Linked DNA regions of Mus musculus: all the other regions are linked to region 3. Evidence: chromatin contacts called from public HiChIP or PLAC-seq and promoter capture Hi-C data. All regions are on one chromosome and are shown on one strand. Each heading gives the region's core, a stretch centred on a gene start, on an enhancer-like site or on the middle of the called end of the contact. The rest is flanking DNA. Distances are from core to core; before and after follow the strand shown. Region 1 holds the start of Haspin (histone H3 associated protein kinase). Region 2 holds the start of Smtnl2 (smoothelin-like 2). Region 3 holds the start of Ankfy1 (ankyrin repeat and FYVE domain containing 1).

The links. Promoter capture Hi-C pulls out the DNA fragments that hold promoters and counts their contacts. HiChIP or PLAC-seq counts read pairs in DNA pulled down with a chosen protein or histone mark.
Region 1: a contact with region 3 is called in a promoter capture Hi-C map of pre-B cells. The contact joins the promoter of Haspin here to the promoter of Ankfy1 in region 3. A contact is called at or near these places in 1 of 39 promoter capture datasets (pre-B cells) and 1 of 484 Hi-C or Micro-C datasets (CD4 T cells).
Region 2: an H3K27ac HiChIP or PLAC-seq map of extraembryonic endoderm stem cells shows a contact between it and region 3, with 2.1 times the contacts expected there. The contact joins the promoter of Smtnl2 here to the promoter of Ankfy1 in region 3. A contact is called at or near these places in 1 of 39 promoter capture datasets (pre-B cells) and 3 of 115 datasets of contacts at active chromatin or transcription factors (embryonic stem cells and extraembryonic endoderm stem cells).

What each region holds. Positions count from the first base shown.
Region 1 is chr11:73,136,931-73,140,985 of GRCm38.p6, reverse strand. Haspin (histone H3 associated protein kinase) reads left to right here and starts at 2,692. Exons shown (of 1, transcript NM_010353.2): 1 at 2,692-4,055. The coding sequence starts at 2,725. It overlaps Itgae (integrin alpha E, epithelial-associated), which reads right to left. Exons shown (of 31, transcript NM_008399.3): 27 at 2,475-2,531; 28 at 2,124-2,219; 29 at 224-319.
Region 2 is chr11:72,410,073-72,414,011 of GRCm38.p6, reverse strand. It overlaps Smtnl2 (smoothelin-like 2), which reads left to right and starts at 2,299. Exons shown (of 8, transcript NM_177776.3): 1 at 2,299-2,768. The coding sequence starts at 2,379.
Region 3 is chr11:72,687,487-72,691,839 of GRCm38.p6, reverse strand. Ankfy1 (ankyrin repeat and FYVE domain containing 1) reads right to left here and starts at 1,838. Exons shown (of 25, transcript NM_009671.5): 1 at 1,806-1,838. The coding sequence starts at 1,815.

The sequences.
Region 1 (4,055 bases), core at 1,443-3,942, 450 kb before region 3:
GGAATTAAAGGCCTGTGCCACCACTGCCCAGTTTAACCCTTTTCTAAGTTATTTTCAAAATCAATAGATTTTTAAACTAAGTACACACCATTGTTGGTTCCTATTTCACAAAAGAGAAACTGAGGCAGAAGCTCAGGGTCACAAGGGCGGTTGGTAGTGCAGACAAGGTCAGAAGTGGCAATGGCTTTCCCAGAACACTAATCAGAAAACAGGCAGGCATTACCTTCGTCCTGTGGTTCTCTGCATTCAGCCCCTCATAGAGAGATTTGTTGAAAGATATTTCACCAAGGATCGGCAGTTCAGATACATCTCTTAGTAACTATAAGGTGGGGAAAGTTGGGGTGTGGGGGAACATGAAACATGGCTTAGACTTGAGCTCACGGTTTCTAGAGAGTTCCAACCATCTTTCCCTTCTAATAACCCCTTCTCCAATATTCCCTTAGCCTTCATAAGTGATTGCAGCACCCACCCAGCTATCCAAGCAACAAGTCTGTAGCCACTCCCCCATCCCCCAACTTCAATTACACATGACCTCATGCCACAACCTCCATCCACAGTCAGTTCCAGACAGCCCTAAAACATCCTGCCTCACACACCCCTTCTCCTTCAGCCCCACTCCTAGGTCAGGAGACCACACTGCTCTCATCGGACTCTCCACACAATGGTAAACTTGACCATTTGTTCCCACCTCATAGTAAGGCCTCTCTAGAGAAAATAACATTTGAGTAATGTTATACGAAGTAACTACATTACAAAGGCCCACTGGCTACAATAACATTAGCAAGTTAAAAAATAGAAACAACACATAAGAAAGAGACAGGAGAGAAAGGGTGAAGGATTAAATACAGACCAGATCATGTAATTCTTTGCACACCAAGAAAGAAGTATGGGTTTTAAGCTAAATGTATCCAACTCTAAAGTCCACTGCTTCTGTTCATTTGGAGTTTCTGGTCCAAAGTTTTTTTTTTTTTTTTTTTTTTTTTTTCGAGACAGGGTTTCTCTGTATAGCCCTGGCTGTCCTGGCACTCACTTTGTAGACCAGGCTGGCCTCGAACTCAGAAATCCGCCTGCCTCTGCCTCTCGAGTGCTGGGATTAAAGACATGCGCCACCATGTCCGGCTTTGGTCCAAAGTTTTAAAGGAGGATCCTAATGCTAAATGAATTATTTCGTGTTTTAAAAAATATTGTGCACGGGGAGGGGGGGGGCGCGCGGCTGGAGAGAGGTCTCAGCAAATAAGAACACTGACTGCACTTCCAGTGGTCCTGAGTTCAATTCCCAGCAACCACATGGTGGCTCACAACCATCTGTAATGGGATCCGATGCCTTCTTCTGGTGTGTCTGAAGATAGCTACAGCGTACTTCTTGTATACAATTTAGAAAAAATAAGTGTGCATGTATGTGCACATATGCATGGAGACCAAGAGAGGAAGTTAGATCCTCCAACAGCTGGAGTCCCAAGTAGTTGTGAGCTGCCCAACTTGAGTGCTAGGAGCCGAAGCAACATATCCTCTGTAAGAGCGCATGCTCTGAACTGCTGAGCCACCTCTCCAGCTCTTTTTTTTTTTTTTTTTTTTGGTTTTTTTCGAGACAGGGTTTCTCTGTAATAGCCCTGGCTATCCTGGAACTCACTTTGAAGACCAGGCTGGCCTTGAACTCAGAAATCCGCCTGCCTCTGCCTCCTGAGTGCTGGGATTAAAGGTGTGTGCCACCACGCCTGGCCCTCCAGCTCTTGAAGAACTATTTGTACTGGTTAGGGGGGAAGCCAAGACAAAGAGGGCATGTCCAAGGTTATGCAACAGGCCAGAGACGGTGACCTAAATTACAGCCACATCAATAGAGACAGAGAGAAGTGATTTCATATGTATTCTGAAGGTGGGATGGCAGGGTTTGCTGCTGGGATACACTTGGGGATGAAACAAAGAGGTAATCACAGGTCATTCCAACATGTCTTAGTATGGAAAAAGATTAAAATCCCTACTAAGTAACTTGCTAAGAGCTGTTTGAGACAGGCCAATCAAATGATCTATTTTGAACGGCACCTTTCAGATGCTATTATCCTTTCTTAGAGGATAGGTCCTCTAGGATTGGACGACCCAATCTGCAGTCTCTCAGTCTCAAGTACCTGCTTAGTGTGGCCCACGGAGATCTCTGCGGCCACGGTTACATTTTCTTTATTAGATGTGATAGCACAGACCACTGAATGCCATTCTTTTACATGCTGCAAAAGCAAAAGGTGAGTCTGCTTACTCCCTTTTCGTGTTTTAGGATTGAAAATCTGAATATCTAAGATAGGGCATCCAAGGTCCCAGAGCAGACATTTGAGCAAGTCCCCTTCGCCCAAGCCAAGTGTCAGTTATCCTGGCAAACAGGACCAGAGAGGCTGAAAGTCTCAGAAAGAACACTGCAGAAGCAGTCACCCTCTCAAGAGGCTCTCCACATCCCTCTCTCGGGCTCTTGAGACGACTTCGCTCACCTGCACAGGATCGCTTCCACACGCAGGCTCTTGACTCTGGGTGCACTCAGTGTGGTCCTGAAAAGAGAGCCTTTGCTGAGCCACCCTGAGCTCCAAGTCCCGCTAGGCATCTGCCCCCTGCCGGCTTCCGGGAGGTCAGGCAGGCTGCGCAGCCGAGGGCCGGCGCTAGGACCCAGCGGGCCGACGGGCGCTCGCGCGCTCGCCGCAGTCTCGCGGTGTTTCTGTTTGAAACGCCGGGCGGGCGCTCGCTATGGCACAGGCTCACCCGCGGTCGGGTACCCGGCTCTTTCGAACGTACGCGGCGAGGGGCGTCCGGGGGTCGCAGCGGCAGCCTGGCGGGCTGGCTGAGCAATGGTTCCAGCCGCCGAACCTGAAGCGCGCCTTCAGCAGCAGCCTCAGCGACAGTAACGAGTCGCCGGCTGTCGCTTCCGACGACCCGGACGACCCCGACTTCCCCGGCAGCCTCGTGGGCCAGCGGCGGAGGCGTCCTCGGGGCAGCGGCTCCCGGAACCAGCGGACCCTGACAAACACTCCAAGAGTCCAAAGGCTGCGACCTCGGCTCCCGCAGAAGTGCAGCACCCCGTGCAGCCGGCTGCGACCGCCACCTTTCCCCAACTGCAGCCCGGGCTGCCTCGGGTCGGACCACAGTGTGTGCATCCAGTCCAGGGACAGCAACGAGCTGGGCACCAGTGCCTCCCTCTTCAGCTCTCCGGCCTCGCCCGGAGCCCCCGACCCTTTGTATGCTGACTCTGCAGTCCCCGGGAGCTTCCACTTGCCGGCAGCCTCCCTAAGTGAACCGTCTGTGCCCTGCCCCCAGGTGGCAGCAACCGGTGACAGGTACACCGGGAGGGCCCTCCGAGCCGAAGCCAGCTTCAGGTCATCTCTCTTTAGCCTTGTGAACTCAGGGGCCACAGAAGAGAACAAGTTTGGGACAGATGGGGAGAATGTGAAGGAATCGTGTTGTGAAAGAAGACAGCAGATGGGAAACAGACTAACGGACCCTGATCTGACAAGCCCGGGAAAGAGAAAGGCCGCGTGTAAAAAGGTTGTGTCCCAAGGAGTCGACCAGAGAGACTATGAGGAGTCCAGTGCTTGCAAAGACCTTCGTGTACCAGGGGAAATCAGCAGGCCTAAGAGAACTGGGCCACTCCGGAAGAGGAAACAGCAAGAAGCAACGGGAACCCCTCCCCGCCACTACCACCAATCTAAGAAGAAAAGGAAAGCGTCAGTCTCCTTATGGAACTTGAATACTAGCCAGAGGGATTCTTGGACCAAAACCAGAGCCTCCTTCGGTTTCCACAAGAAGAAAATTATAACCAGTGTGATAGAGGTATGCAGTTCTGTTGCCAGTTCTTCCTCCAGGTCCCTCCTGTCTGAATGTTCGACCCCTCCTATCAAGAACAGAGCACACCTTACTGTTTCTTCTCGATGCTCTTCTGTGTATTTGCTAAGTCCCTTAAAGACCCTGCATGTCACAGACCAAAGGCCATCTTATGCTGAAAAGGTTTATGGGGAGTGTAATCAGGAAGGGCCCATCCCCTTTAGTGATTGCCTTTCCACGGAAAAACTGGAACGGTGTGA
Region 2 (3,939 bases), core at 1,050-3,549, 280 kb after region 3:
CCCCTCCCATCCGTGTTAGAGTCAGGGTTAGGGTGGTGTTGGTCCTCTGTCCAGGCTCAAGATGCCGGTCTCCCTCACTCCTGCTTTCTTCTTCCTCCTCACCTTCTTCACCTCACTACCACACCAGGCTTATCTCTAATTTACAGGTGATTTGACTGCTGAGGGCTAAGACTGGGGGTGGGGGCAGTTGGAGGATGGGTTGAATCCTGTTCTCTCTAACCTTCTGGCCTCAGAAGAAGTCCTGCTCCACCCTCCCATGAAAGCTACTCTTAGGTCTTCCCATACTGTCTCAGGAAGGACCGGACAGCTTAGCTGAGGTTGGAGACTTTTTGTCTGCATCCTTGGCAGATCTCTACATCTTTGGACTTTCTACTCCTTGGGATTCCCACTTTAGAGACCCAGCTACCCACTTTCTCCAGGATGGTCAGACAGAGGGCTGGGCCCCTGATCATTTTCTACTCTCAACACAACCTCCGCCCCCAAAACACATACAATGCTGGCGCCCAGAGGCCTACTCAGGAGGTCAGGGACTAACCTGTCTGGGTCCTTCTCAGGCATCCTCTGCTTCCCTGTGTTCTGCAAAGGAAAGATTGGACTTCTCTGACTCCAGGGCTCAGACCCGTAGGGTGGGCAGCGCTGTCTGGGACATAAGCTCTCCAAGTGGCCCCTCTCCAGGGCTCTATCAAAGATTCCACCCGGAGAAAGAATGCAAGGAGCGGTTTGGCTCACCCTGTCCAGACGGCTGCTTGGAACACACACACAGACATGCAACATGCACGCCTTTTGGCACTTGACTTTCCCATGAAATAATTGCTGGAAAGCTCCTTGGATTAGGTAACCCAGTGTTCCTTCCTGTCCCTACCCGGGGGAGGGGATCAGCTCTTAGCATCTGTTAGGCTAACCCAGCTCCTGGGGGAAGGAAAGGGCAGTCTAGGAGGGTCTGGGGCCTCCCAGACATCCTTGGAAGCAGAACAGTATGACCAGAACAAGCCTTTGAGCCTGCTCCTATGGATCATCTCACTAGGCCTCTCCAGGCTTTGAGCCACCTCCCATAGCCCAGGCCCAGAGAAATCGAGTTAGGAAAGCCTTTTAGCACAATGAATGAGATGGTTTTTTCTTTATTTTAAATGTTTACAACATCTATCATATTGTTATCCTGAGCAACAATTGCCTCCATCCCTCCTTCTTTGGTGATGTTTGGGGTTTCTAGGCTGGGAAAGGGGACTTTCTGGAATAAGAGGAGTGCTGGAGAAAAAAAGAGGTTTGAAGGTTGTCAGGTGGATCGAGGTTCTTGACTGAGCTTGGGGAAGAGGGGGGCAGCAGTGCACATCCTAGTTTTTGATCCCAAAGTTGCTCATAGCAAGATTTTGGGATTTGGGTCCCAACCTTCCTGTTCATCTTTAACACACACACACACACACACACACACACACACACACACACACACACACAGAGAGCAGGCCTAGGAGGATAGGAGGGGCATTTTACCATCTACATAACTCTTCCTGATCTCAGAACTGGTGCAAGAAATCCCAGGCAAAAGTGTCACAGGTGGGGGGCTGAAGTGTGGGCTTAGCAGTTTAGGGCACTTTTTGCTCTTTCAGAGAAACCCCAGAACTCGGCTCCCAGCACACACATGATGGCTCACAACTATTGGAAACTCCAGTTCTAGAGGATCCTGACACCACTTTGTGATTTATGTGGGCACCACACATGCTGTGTAGATACAGACAAGCAGGCTCACACACATAAAGTCAAATAAATATTTTTTTAAAAAGTCTCACAAGTGAGTATTTGCGAACTGGATGGTACCGGTGGTGACCGGAGATGCATACAAAGGTGAGTCAGAGCGGTTATGGTGTGTGTGTGTGTGTGTGTGTACAGTTGCTGCGGTTCCCTGAACAGGGGGGAGAGTCCAACCAAAGTGGACCTACAGGGAAATGTATAACTCTTTTAGTTGTTGTTCCTAGAGTAATGTCCTTTCGAGTGTCTTCTTCCCAGATCTTTCACCGGGTCGCACACCACTCCCTGGGGTCAAGCGTGTATGGGACTCCTTACTCCCCCAGGGATCCACATCCCTGCAAAGCAGAGAAGGAGAACTTTTCACTAAGTGCCTCCGGGGCCAGGCATCCCGCACCGACCCGGCCAGTCCCCAGGGGCGGGGTGTCCTGGAATGGGCTGTCCCGCCCCCTCGGCCCCGCCTCCTCACTCAGCGCCCAGTCCTGGGGCTCTAGGGGTCTGCCCCGCCCTGCTCCCGCCCCCTCCGGCCGCCCCTCGGGCTCAGCCAGCCGCGGCCCGCCAGTCGTCCCAAGGAGCTGCGGATCTCTCAACGTCTCCCGCGTTCTGCCCGCTGTCCGATCGGTGTGCCCCACTCGGCCATGGAGCCGTCCCCCGACGCCGAGGAGGCGCACACAGTGCGCGAGGCGCTGGGCCGCTACGAGGCGGCGCTGGAGGGTGCGGTGCGTGCGCTGCACGAGGACATGCAGGGGCTGCAGCGCGGCGTGGAGCGGCGCGTGGCAGAGGCGCTGCGCCTGGCCGGCCCCTTGGCTCGTACTGTGGCCGAGCTGCAGCGGGACAACCAGCGGCTGCAGGCACAGCTCGAACGCTTGACGCGCCAGGTGGAGGCGCTGGGCTTGGCGACTGGAGTGTCCCCTGCACCCGGCACGCCCAGTCCCCCTCCGGCGGCCACAGTTACCGACCGCGCCCCCCGCTTGGGCACTGCACGCTTCTCCAGTCATGCCACCTTTTCGCTGTCCGGTCGAAGCCCGGTGAGCCCCGGGGGTGCGGCGCGAGGGATGTGAGCGACTAGGAGCGTGCCTGGGGTGTAGGGTTGGGAAATTGGTGCCGCCCATCAGCTCTGAGTGCGTGCGCTGGCGAGCGTCCTCTAGTAAGAGAGCTATACCTCCACCTGCCGCTGGGACTTGGTAGCCGGGATTACATTTAAGCTCTCCAGAGCTGGAAAGGACAGGAGAAACATTGTTTTAGTAGGCCTGCTGCACCTGCTTTGCACTTCTTTCTTGGATCCGGGTGGTGTTTTTGCCTTGAGATCTGCCCTCTCCCATCTGACCCATGAATTTTAAGAGTTTGGACGCCAAGGTTCAGTCTTTGATAGTTCACTGTCGTCTGGGTCCTCACCTGCAAGTTGGAATGGTCAGCGTCCTCTACCTGCCCCCTACAACGTTTTTGTTCACGCGCACTGTGTTGCTGCTTCACTGAGGCCTGACCGTTCCGGTTGTAGATTAACCCCGACTGAGTTGCCTCTGTGTGTGTGTGTGTGTGTGTGTGCGCGCGCGCGCGCGCGCGCGCATGTGAGCGCACTCTGGTCTGGACTGATCAGTAACTGTTTGGGAACTCATGTTGCAGAGGGCAGACCCTTTACTGGAAACGGAGAGGGGGAACGGGCCTTTAGCTGTGTCTAGATTTCTGGGCAGAAGCTGGTGTGGACCAGTTTTACCACTTGGTCACGACCTCCTGGAGTGACAGAGCCTGGTTAGACTGTTTCTATGGTGTGTGCAGTGGCCCTTAGGTGGGATTTTCCATCCTGACCCGGAATTTGCTGGCGGGGTGGGGGGGTGGTGGGGGGGGAGGGAAGTGGGGGATGGGGGAGAGGAGTGGGAGGGGTTGGAGGAGTGGGAGGGGTGGGAGGTGCTTTTCAAGGGCCAGGGTCTTAGTACACTGCCTCTGCCCCCTGCCTTGGTGTATTCCCAAGGCCCTTAGCTCTACTGTGGGCCTCAGCAGGAGGACATCAGATAAGTCCTTGCCCCTGGAGGTCTCAGCCTGGGTGGAGGTGACCCCAGACTTGAACAGTGGCAACAGGTGAGCAGAGACGCCTTGCTCCAGACTCTGCTCCTTTTGCATTGGGGATTTGAGGAGGGTGTGCTGTGCTTGTTGCAAATGGCAGCACGATGCATGCTGCCTGGAGTGGCCAAAAGTGCTCAC
Region 3 (4,353 bases), core at 589-3,088:
GGAATCTGGAGTGTAGCTAGGGTAGACTGAGGTCAGAGACTATCATCTCCCGATCACCTCATCCCTCCATCCGATTAATCCTGGAAAAATGTTTGGTTTGTCCTTAAGGTGTATTGTCCTCTGGCTAGATAGATGTTTCTAATCACCTCAAGGCAACCAAAAGTAAACACGCAGTGTACTAACCTTGGCCTGTATGAATTCCCCACAACTGGAACCTGAGCACAAACACAATTAAGTTCTCAATACAACTACGGACTGAGAAACTCCCTCCTCCACGACCTGAAACTTGGTCATGCATTTCCCCAACACGCAGATTCCTTCTTAAAGGCTCTACACTGCTCACGATCTCACATCGTGCCTTCCTGAACCTTCCTCCCAAACCTCGCTGCTGAGCAACAGGTACACAACATTCCGTGGTGTGCAAAATCATCTAGTTCATTTTTTGAACAGGGTTTCATGCACTCCAGGTAGGCTGTGAATGACCCTAAATTCCAGATCCTTCCAAGTGCTGAATGAAGGAACTACAAGCAGGCAGGCATACATCACCACACCCAGCACTTTCAGTCACTTCGCTTTCTCCTCCTCTGTTGGACAATGTTCACCACCTCCAAGGTGTTTAACAGATAGAAAAAGTAAAAATGAAAACAGAATCCAGTCCCAGCCATGAATCTGGCCTCAGTTCACTTAACTATAAAGGGCAAATAACACACCTGGCAGGCCTACTTCGTGTCACTCTTAAACCTAATTCAAATCTGAGAAGACTACACAAACTGTCACACTACCCAAATCTCAGATCAAGAAATGATGAGTTTAATCAACACTTACCAAAAAATACAAACAAAAGACAAAAACAAAATAGGCCAGGTCTAGATCAAGTAAATCTTCAGCCACTCAACAAAGTCCAACAAGAAGTATTTTTCTCCAACAATGGGGTACACAGGAGAAGCACACCGGCCAGGTCTAATATTGTCTGATCACTACTAGGTAACTCACTATCTCAGGGCTTTCACCCCAACTCATACAGTAAAGCTATGGCAAGCAAAGATCCTAACATTATTCCTTAAGGGAGGCTGCACCTGAGAAACCGGATGCCTTTACCTGCAATGTCGTAAAGTACTAAAAAAGAGACGAAGGACTAAAGCAGGAGGTAAAGGAACCGAAGCCTGGCTTTAGCACACCTCTTTCAAGCAGTGTGACCTTGGTCAACTTCCTTACTGAGGAAACATCTCCTTTTGCCCCTTTGTAAACCTCAGAGAATCTGAGCGTGCCCACATTTGCTAGGGCTGCCAAAAAGCTTAAAGACTATTACAGCGCACGCCCAAGAAGCCCGTCGTCCAGCTGCAGTCCCGGCTCTTCCAAGGAAGAGTCCCAAGCTCTTCCGCAGGCAAGAGATGCACCCTTCCGGATGCAGGACCTGCCATGACAGCAGTTTCGATTTCCTAAGGAGAGGGGCACTTCCCTCCCCGTTCCAGCATGGCTGGCACAAGAAGCTCCTCTACAGCTTTCTCGAGTCCCGCGGGTGCATTCGCTCCCAGGACCCGACCCCTTTCTCGTTCTGAGACTACCGGGATCGGGGTTGGGGGCGGGGGGTGACGAGTGAAGACAGACTGCAGGAGGGGCGTTGCCATAGGAACGGCGCTGAGAACCCCGGCCCGGGGAGCCCCGAAACGCTACATAGGAAGGCTCGCGAGACACGTGATGCACCGTACGACCACAGCCGGACAACCCTTCCAGGGGCTTCTGTGCCCGGCCAGTGGTACCCCTATTGCTTCGCGTCTTCCCGTGCCACCCCACAAAAAACCTACCTTCCGCCATGTCGGGCCCGGCCCTGCCTACAGCCTCGCGATAAATGCCGGCGCAAGGGAATCATCAAGTCTCGCGAGAATGGATGGAGGCGTGGCAAAGGGAGGAGCCAGAGCAGACAAGGGGTGAATGAAAGTGGAGCGGGAAGTTGCTCTAGGCGGGAGGTCCGAGTCCCACTTCGTTTTGGAAGGTTTGACAAGCGCGGACTGGGCTATCTCGTACTCCAGGCGATCGTCAGGGTAGAGCAAACATGGACTATTCTGAGGCAGGGACTGCGGATCTTTAAGTTACTTTGTAACCACGTGGGACGCTGTCCTAATACTTAAATGATAGCATTTCTCCAGGGCTTTGGGAATTTTTATGGCTAAAACCAGACAACTTGGGTTATCAAACAGGCAAACACACTGGTTACAAATATAGGGGTCGCAAAAACTGCAAATCTCTATACAATTTTATGTAAGCAAAATTGTGAGATCCCTGAGGTCAAAGTGGCAAAGCCAAATAACACTAGGAGCTAATAACGGTTGACAAGGCCATGGAGAAGGAATTCAGATTGTAAACCAGGAGCTTAAACCTTTTGTGAATGTGAGAATGATTAGATGATTTTTATAATAGCAAAATAGAGGGCTGACAATCCTAGATAGTATGCCTTTTTTGGCTGTGGAGTAGGTAGAGTGGGGAATTGAGACAGGGTTTCTCTACATAATCCTGGCTGTTCTGGAACTTACTATGTAGACCAGGCTGGCCTGACACTGATAAGAGACCCTAGTGCCTCTGCCTGGAGTGCTGCGATTAAAGGCAAGTGCCACCACACTTGACATAAATACTTTTTCTTGGCCCGGGTAACGAATATGTACTTAGCACACCTGAAGCCTCCAGGTCAACAAAGGAGAATAGAAATAATGCATCAACAGTTAAGTAGTGACTTAGAGAACAGTTAAGATTTTAGGAAGATCTGCCACAGTTAAAGAAAGCATTAGAGGGCAATGAAATGGAATAATGAAGGGATTGAGTTCAGATTATAAAAATGTAAGGGCAATGGTTAAAATTTTGAAAAGGGGACGACCCTGGCTGAAAAACACTTAGAAAATGGAAGAGAAGGACACTTAAATACATTAAGGATAATTATGTACTAAAAACTGATGTTCCGATTGTAGCAGACTACAGTAGTGAAGGAAATAACAGGGCAGTGTTAAAGTAGTGGCCCTGGATAAGCGACATGTGATTAAAGAAACAATATTTGTTAGTTTCAATAGAAGTGCCTGAGCTCAAAGCTTCACTGCCTTGCTGAGGATGGTTCATAGGTGTGTCAAATGAGTTTTTGAGATCTTCAGGTGGCTAGATAAACCAGCTTTGAGCATAAACAGACTCTTCTATCCCCTAAAAATACTCAAGCTCCTAACATTAAAACAACTTAACTGGTTGGAAAGTGCTGTCATATCTGACATCTGTTTGCAGCATGTTTTCTCTTTGCCTTGCTTTGCAAGCCCAGCAAACTTAATCTGAGCCAGGTTTTTTGTTTGTTTTTGTTTTCACTTTTTTGGACAAGTCTCATGGAGTACAGACTGGTCTAGAATTACTGGTCCTCCTGCTTTTCCAAATGCTAGGGTCAGAGGTATCCATGGATGGAGGCGTGGCAAAGGGAGGAGCCAGAGCAGACAAGGGGTGAATGAAAGTGGAGCGGGAAGTTGCTCTAGGCGGGAGATCCGAGTCCCACTTCGTTTTGGAAGGTTTGACAAGGCTCCAACTTGTTTCTAGTTGAGATACTCTTGCCCTGGATTATCCTAAAAATTTGGCCAGATCCTTTATGATGCACAGATACCAAAATCTACTATCAAGAAACTTGCTTAATAAAAACATGGTTTCTAGTATTGTGAAGAATGAGATTTTGTGAGCATTCAAGTACTGTATTTCTTTTATAGGTTATGTGTGAAAGTGTAGCATGTTTGTGGAGGCCAGAGGTCAAGGTACCTTGCTCATTTGTAGTTCACTCATTTTTCTGAGAGCGTCTGTAGCCTCAGCTGTCCTGGAATTCCTGCTGTGGACCAGGCTGGCCTCAAACACAAGAGATTCACTCGCCTCTGCCTCTGGAGTGCTAGGATTAAAGGTGGTACACCCCAACACACCCAGCTCACTGTATTTTTTTGATAGTTTTTCACTAAAACTGGAGCTCAAATATATGGATTGACAGACCAAGAAATGCCTTCTGAATCTGCCTCTCCAGCACTGGAATTTAGATAAGCATTGCTGCGCTGGATGGAGATCTGAACTCAGGTCCTCATGCTTACATGGTAAAAACTTTACCAAGCGGAGCCATCTCCCCAGCCCTTCGTGTGTTTGTGGTGCTAGCTGGGGCTTTAAATACTTGGCAAGCCCTTTGACACTGGGATAACACCCTCACTCAGCCTCTCGATTAGATTCTGCTGCAGGAAGTCATTCTTCTTGTCTAGAACTTTCTGTGCATGTGTCTGGCTATTGAAAGCTGTTTAATTTACTTCCCTTATGTGAACAGGATTCAAGTCTGTGATCGTGTCACTAATGGTCAGTGTA